Linked DNA regions of Cyprinus carpio: region 1 is linked to region 2. The links are chromatin contacts, called in public Hi-C maps. All regions are on one chromosome and are shown on one strand. Each heading gives the region's core, a stretch centred on a gene start, on an enhancer-like site or on the middle of the called end of the contact. The rest is flanking DNA. Distances are from core to core; before and after follow the strand shown.

The links. A called contact is a pair of places that touch in the nucleus more often than the background predicts.
Region 1: a Hi-C map of red blood cells shows a contact between it and region 2, with 2.8 times the contacts expected there. The contact joins the enhancer-like site here to the promoter of LOC109062563 in region 2. A contact is called at or near these places in 6 of 8 Hi-C or Micro-C datasets (liver, red blood cells and skeletal muscle).

The regions. Positions count from the first base shown.
Region 1 is chrB23:16,667,556-16,671,737 of ASM1834038v1, forward strand. No RefSeq gene overlaps it. Among protein-coding and RNA genes, the nearest start is that of LOC109053032, 34 kb to the left of the region's middle. Within about 2 kb of position 2,551, at least 3 of the 8 cell types and tissues checked have an H3K27ac peak or open chromatin away from gene starts, as enhancers often do.
Region 2 is chrB23:16,610,342-16,614,594 of ASM1834038v1, forward strand. LOC109062563 (signal transducer and activator of transcription 5B-like) reads right to left here and starts at 2,408. Exons shown (of 21, transcript XM_042750911.1): 1 at 2,250-2,408.

The DNA.
Region 1 (4,182 bases), core at 1,301-3,800, 57 kb after region 2:
TGTCTTCCTGTCTACCCAGACAGCAACATAGTGTTGGCCCAGATCCGGCCCACATCTGCCCCGCATGGATTTCATGCCGGCCAGATGTGGGCCGAATCTGGGCCAAGTTGTTGCTGTCTGGGTAAGTACAGTAGGTGATCCTAAATAAGCTGGGAGGTAGAACAGACTTTATGGTCAAACAAGTTTTGCAACATTAAACAACATTAACAGGAAAATATCAGAAGAAATGTAACGAAAGGTCACGTCCACTCAGAACCAGACTTGTTATTTGAAAACATCTGCTATGCAGCTGTCTGAAAAACATTACACATAGGCCTACACGGTGGCATTTTCAAGTTGAAAATCCTAGCAAGTAACCCACACTCAAATAACTTGTATACAAGAAAAAAGGCCAAAACTTCCTTTTTAAAACAATCACTCTCACGGGACTCCTGATAATTATGAGATGTCTGTATAAAACATCAAACAGTGAAGTACAACATGAGTTTCAAGATGTTTTGTCATACTTATGACATACTGATAAAAAAGCAGTGGTTTCATCAGCAGAGAACACCTATAATAAGCATTTAACATTTCATTTTCCCATACAAATACAAAAGTGCAGGTGTTACAACATGTTGCTCAATGCTCAGTAGGCCATTTCTCCCATGACATGGAGAAGCAAGCAAGTTTAGCACATTTAACCCAATATCTGTCAGCAGATCACATAGCTGTGATAAGCCCATATTTAAGGGAAAAGATATATGTTCTCATTTTACACCCCATGTACAGCCTCAAATCATGGGAGAACTTTTTCATAAAAGCAACAGAATAATTTATTTATAAACTCCATTTAATTAATTGTCACTTGAATATAGCTTAGACATTTTACAATTTAAAATATCATTTCGCCATAAAATGCATTTATTTATATTTTATCAGTACTAAAATGTTATATTTTTCTATTTCTAAATTTTTCCATCGCTGCCCAAAACACTATAGTAAACACCTACAGTACATAAGAAATAGGCCTACTGAAAGTACTAACGCAGTTTAACTATTTAGAGATTTTTATCAGAAACAATAACATTTATAGTATTTTAGTATTTGTTCCAACAGAACGGTTTTTAACTATTTAGAGATTTTTATCAGAAACAATAACATGCAGATAAGATAGCCACCGCTAGTCGGAGCGCTTTACTTCAAAACGGTTTTTGCCAGCGCTCACAAATGTTGTCACACGTAACGCTCAAATAGAGTATTATCAGAAACAATAACATTTATAGTATTTTAGTATTTGTTCCAACAGAACGGATTAATTTTAATGAGGCAAGACTGACACATACAAGCAACATGCTATATTTGCCAAAGAATTTTCAAGCTCCTTGTGGGTTTCAAATTCTAAAATCAGTTCCTACTTTTACATTGAAATGTATAAGGGATGTGTCGTGCAGGGCTGAATGTAAGTGCACTACTAAAATGAAACGTTGTGCAGATTTAATTTTGTGCAGAAAATCCCATGTGAAGGAAAGATGGTTGTTAGGCTATTGTTCAAATGCTGCCTGGATCAGCTCTATAGCTGCAGCTTTATTAAATGAGCAATGTCTTACTATAGCAATCTTTTAGAAGTAATACAATAAAATACAACGAAAATAGACCTATATATATCTATATATATATATATATATATATATATATATATATATATATATATATATATATATATATATATATAGGCTATATATATATACATAAACATAACCTTATAGTCACAGTGTAAATTCATTCAAACATTCAAAAGACCGAGCTTTATCAATTTTCCTGGAAGATAGAAATAGACTAAATACGACTTAAGAGGAATAAATGATTCAATCTTGCAGCCTGTAGCATGTCATTCATTAATTTATGTAATTATTTGGAAATTTCAAGAACACACTGAGTGTGACGTAAATTAAGCACTATAGCCATTCAAAATGCCTACAATACCCACAACATCCAGCAGCACCTTTGCGTTGTTTCTCCATGATGTTTGTAGTTCCAGCGCCGTTTTGATGCTGCTCAGGTGGTGGAGTTGAGAACCGCCGTGGCTTCTGCGATTGGTGGATGACTTGAGAGTGATATAACACCCTTCATTGCTTCACTGGACTCTCTTTATAGGTAGAGTCTGAAGGCGCCAGAGCATAAATCACAGCAGTTGGTTTGTAGTTATCCAGACTGCTCCTGACGGAATAACAGATCGACTGTGGCAAAAATAACACACTTTATCTGTTTTAACATGCAGGACTGAGCTTATTCAGAAAACAGTCTGAAATGAAGAGGTTTTATTTACTTTTATGCAAGATCATGCAAGAATCAAGTCGAGCTCATAAGCTTACAATACCTGCGAACTAAAATGCACATTTGTAATTTGGCCAGCAAAACACCGAAAGCAAATCGTTCGGTGCGTCTTCGATCAGGCAGGAGACATATTGACTGTGTGTGTTGACTGCATGCATGTTGTTCCTCCTCAGACACAGTTGGTGCAGGCGGTGGGCCAAACTGGGAGTGGGCTGCTGACTCAGCCACCAGTGGTGCATTCATTTATCTGCACTGCAGTGCTCCGCCGCACCCTCTCTCCTCTCTGTCTCCACCTCGCCTTGCACATACTGAACGCGGGGGGTGAGACAGACATTTTATGATAAAAAGCAGGTCCGTACCATGCGTGGCTGCTGCACCGATGGGTTGGGGATGGGATACCATGCGTCGTTAAGGTTTGTCGATGCGAGTAAAAGGAGGGAAACAACAGAACTAGCCAGGTGACTTGCAGAAAGGCGAGCTGGGACACAATCCTGCTCAGCTGTGAAATGGTGGAGAAGCGAGGAAAAGGTAGAAACATTTATGAGCGGTTTACAGCGCCCACGCTTCTTCTCTTTTGCGTGGTTTATTTGCGTCCTTTTCCTTTCTGCTATCTTCTTTTAAAACCCAAAAATGAATATTTTGACTTTTCTCCCAATTAATGAACAAAACCTGTTTGCTGTTAAGAACATTCTGGTGGTTATTTTTTCAATAAAATGAAAGTGAATGAGGACTGGTGCGGTCAAACTCCAAAATTACATAAAGCATAATAAAAGAGATCCATCTGACTCGTGCACTATACCCAAATCTTCTGAAGCCATACAATACATTTTGTGACACTAGCCGAAAATTTAGTCCTTATTTACGGAAAAAACTTGATATCTACCATAGCCGGTATATTCATGAGGAAAGTTACAATAATGTCCGTTTTGTAAATGATTTTTTAATGAATCAGAATAATCTTATAATGAATCTTTTTGACCCATGGCTTTTCTAATCTTTCATGATTTACTGGGTAATAATTAAATATATGATGTAAAAAATATTTTGTACTCAAATTTTCAAACATTTTGGAATATGTATTTAATATAAGAATGCCCATAGAGTTTTACAATTGTATTCATTTGCATAACTCTTCCAGGCCTAGAAATTACACTTTTAAAATTAGGCTTCCTCACCTTCAGGTTTTTTTTCAAATCAAGTTGAGGAGCTAATTTAATGAGAATTCATTAAAAATGATTTTGTCCCTGGTTGAAAACCATCTCAAGGTCAACTCATTGACAGTAAGACATGTCACTGTTTTTCACTCAAGGCTATTATGTGTATCAGATGGTTATAATATATAAAGTCACATGGACCACATTTTTTTTTTTTTTTTTTTTTTTTTTTTTTAGCATGACAGCTTCAATCCCCATTTATTGTCATTTTAAGGAAAAGAATGAGATGCACTATTCAAATTTGTCTCCTTTTCATGGTTAAACAGAAGAAAGTAACAATGAGGGCAAATAAATAATAATCCTTTAAGCAATGCTACACTGGTAAAAGTGCAAATCCATTCAACCAAAAGCTAGTGGTCAGGATGCAACCCCCCTGAGGTTAGGAGGTGAGGCATGTCAGATGAGTGTCACTGATACTTAAGCTCACAGCTAATAGCTTTCTATTGATCTCTCTGCTAAACCATGACTTACTAGATGAACAGAGGAGCATTTCTTGCCACAATTCACAGTAACGCTCATTTAGAAGTCCATGGTATTAGTACAGATCCCATCTTACCCCTGAGAATCATTTGAAAGTTTCTCATACTGTCAAACTCTCAATGACAAGACCACAACATTAAGGGTTTGAGATGACTTACTTTCTTCTGCTGAA
Region 2 (4,253 bases), core at 1,158-3,657:
TATCAATTAATTATTAGCTGTTTGATAACATAGTTAAGCCAAAGGCTAATGATATCAACTACTTCTGCGTGTTCAACATGGTAGAGAACAATACATAAAAATGTATAACCATTCTGATACAACAACTTGTAGGTGACCATGTATAATTCATGTATAATCTTCCTTTTCTTCTTCTGGTTCAAACATATAGCAGAATTACTCCAATATTGCCACTTGCAATTGTATAGTGTTTACAACTTCGGTTAACCGATGAGGTAAGGGTGTAGAGTTTTAGTCAAGCCATTTTAAGGCATGAAAAAAATTATTTTCATGGGAAACACTTTTAAAATATGTCATTTTTATTATTAAAGATAAGTTTTAAGGGATACAATTAGTGACTGCAGGTGGACTTTATACAGCAATGCTCTATGTAATGCTTTTATGTATTTGCAGAGAAGACATTTTATTTCAAACATTTAGTTTAAAGGTCAAAAATACACACCATTTTGTCTGATCAGTGTGTCAAGCCTTTCAGTGTCTGTTAGCATTTCTCAGAGCTTGTTTTCACCAATTAAACATACTGAATTCGTGTTTGTAAGGTCTTGGAATGTCTAAGGTGTGATGTATTGTAATATAGTGAATGTCTGCACTGGTCGGTGTCTGTCAGTGCAGTGTGAATTGGTCTTAATTATCGCAAAGACTGCTCTTTCATAGTCCTGTCTTGTTAAGGTATCATCCTGGTCTTAGATGTCCTAAAATATACCGAAAGAAATAAAAAAGAAATTGAACAAATGTACGTTAAGCATCTAAAATGAATATGGAAGAGATAGCTCTGATCATTTGGGTTAGGAGAAATCTGTTCATATTGAAATCTCTGATGTTTGATTTGTGTATTTTCTTTCCTATAAAGTTAATTCTCTGTGATGGAAAACAGAAAGCAGTCTCTCAACATAAAACCTGCCTAACACTGAAACTTAGACAGCAGTTGGCACCTGACACATGGACCACTTTACCACTCATCCACTTTATTTTATCTCTACATTGAATGGATGACTGCATTCATAATGGTCATAATGTCATACTGCAGAAATGAACAAACTCATAGACTTTTACACTCATCTAATTACTGTTGATATTACTTGAAATGCTGTGACTAATAACACAAAACATGTAAGCAAATTAAACGACCTTAAAAACTGAGAAAGTATTCATAATTTCTTTGGAATACAAAAGGGAATACTATTTATTTTATTGCACAGAAGTGTGCATACAATCACTTTTTCCTAATTAAACTTAACATTATCCTTTATAATTGACTGAATCATTGTAATTAATCATTGCATTGCACTCTTGATCATGTCCACATCCATGACAAAAAACTACCCATTGACAAATGATTGACATATAGATTGATTAATTTACTGCAACTAATTCACTTTGCACAGAAATAAACACTTCGCTAGGCCTTTTTAGTGCATTTCAAAAGGCCACAGCAAAGCCACCTATTAGTATTCATACAATATTTATGACAAATAACAGCATGAGGGTGTTACATCCCAAAGTCTGAAGCTCACACAAGCAATGTCAGAACAACAGTGAGGAGAGTTTACAAAGAACAGACCACTCTCTAGTGCACACACAAAAAAAAGCGTAACAAACCAATGCCACATACAGCCTATGGGGAAGAGAAAGTAGGGCGTGAATTCGTGTAGGCGCTCGTGCTAAAAACTTAAGTATTTTCCACTATCAAACTAAAATATATATAACGTGACATTTAGCACAATCATATGGAAGTCCGCTCGCTATATAAGTAGGCCTTCCTCTCCTGCTATTTCCAGTAAAGTGAGTCAAATACAGGAAACTTGTTGAATATGTGAATTCACATGAAGGCTATGTCCCTCGCGTATTTTGTCATGGAGTATCCAGGCAAAAAAAAGGTTATGTCATTTTGGTGTCGTTTAAGTAGGCTAGTAGCCTATATATAATGGCCTAGCTAAACCGACTTCACAATCATACTGAGATTAAATTACTATAAAGTGAGATTTTTATTCGCAAGAGAGCTCTTTGATGGCTTTTTAGTCGTTTTTGCTCGCTCGCTTCGCACGATTGCGAATTTTCGTACAACAGTTACAGTAGAGGAAAGTAGGCTGTTACAAAACTCATGTTTCCTCCTTACAACAACACTAAGCGATAAACAAATTCAGTTCGCGATAAACTCACCGTGCGCGGTTTATATAGCAAATATACAATACTGTTAGAATATAACTTACCTGATTTCGACGCCAGCTCTTTAACACACGTAAAGAGATATAAGTCAGCGCCTTCCGTGTGCGTTTGTTGTTTTTTTTCTTTCTATCCACCTACTTTCACTTTACACTGACACTGAAGCTGCTGCTGCTGCTGCCTATTGGCCACCCTGATGCAGCAGTTCTTCTACCAGGTGAATGAGAAACTTTATCCGGCTTGACATTATTACATATATAGGCTATATATTATTTTTATATACACAGAACATTAGATATGTCATCGTTTTTAAATGTGCCAGAAAGTGCTTAATTATTTTAGTATGTTCAAACTTTTATCTTCATACATAAAGGGAGTATCTTCACACTTTTGTAAGTAGGCCTATCTTCGTTTTTATTGCCTTCCTACTTCAGCATTTTCCTTTCTAACGTCTTACTTTTGTGAGCCTGAATATTTTATTAAATTCATATTGCTTGTCCGCACGACGTCATGGTCTTAATGGTCATTCATTTCTTGCTTTAAGTTCATAATGTATTGCGTTTATTTGATTAACATTAATGGCACTTTATTTTTTTAAAAATATGCATTTAACCCCATTCTGTCAATGTGTTGTGTATGTATTACGTTTTGCAAAACAGTAATGCTAAAAAAAAAAAAACTTAAGAAAATGACCGAGAGAAAATCCTCTTCTTAAACACATAGGAATAAATAATTTACCAACAACGAATATATTGTAAATATAGGTATAATAAATTACAAATATAGGCCTAATATTCTCACTATAAATTCTAACTCACCTGAAAATAATAATATTAAAAAAAAAAATACAAGGAAAACGAATTAAAATGGTCAGATATCAAATTGTTGTAGGTAATATATTTAATGAACAAAGCTGCGCTACTGAAATTGTGCTGAAAATCAGTGAATCAGTGATAACTACAGAAGGACAAATTCAACTGTGGGATCACCACCAACGAGCACACGCAGACTAATATATCATCTACACATTCTCATTGGCTGTGAAGCAAAAGCAAGACAACATTTTATGCATCATGCTTGTTCATAAGAGGTAACTTTCTATTTATCAAGACACAACGTCACTTGTAGGCGGGGAAACAACGCCATTTCTGCTCGAAACGCTTGATTTCCAGTAAGAAGTTTCGAAAGAAGTTTCCGTTTTCTCAAATAAGCTCGATTTCTTTTGTGTTTTCATTATTCTGGTTTCTTATCTAAAAAAACAACAACAACAACAACAACAACGGAGGATATATTATATATTTAATGCACTAAAACAAAAAGCCAACAACGGAGGAGATATTATATATTTAATGCACTAAAACAAAAAGCCGGCAGTTCGGCAGTGTTTTAGAAAAAAATATTTTTTCATTGAATAAAATAAAATAAATAAATGTAATGTTTACGACTTTAAAACAGTTAAATTCATCAATGAATGTATGTAACAATATACCTCATTCTGAATAATTCATGAACATTGGACTCTCGTGAGGTGTTGCCTTTTCCGCGATTTATAAGCTTCTTTGTACGTGCAAGTTGCTTACATTTTTTTTCAGCTCCTTTCTCTAGAAGCATATAAATACTGAGTTTGGCGTATTCACGATTGTTGTTCTGTGAAGAAAGCCGCTAATTCGATCAGGCTACTTTGCTTGATTTGAAGTGGATCTGGCAGCAAATCATCGTTTAGATCAGGAAATGTTGAAGTCAGGAAACTGCATAGTCATTAGTAGGCTACGACTATATAGAATTATTTCTAATCTCACACTCACACAAAGAATAATATTTTCTTTTGCTCGCTGATATCTCTGAGAAATGACTAGGATAGTGTAGGCGTATAGAACATTAATAAAACAAGATTTTTACTCCTCCCAAAAAACATTATTTTGTGCTACCACTAGAGGGCAATGGGTCACTATGTGAAAAGCGAGCTGACCTGTGTTGGTCAAGTTAAGTTTTAATTTTGCAATAAAACTAAACGGTCAAAAAATAAAAAATTGTAAATGTAAAATAATTCT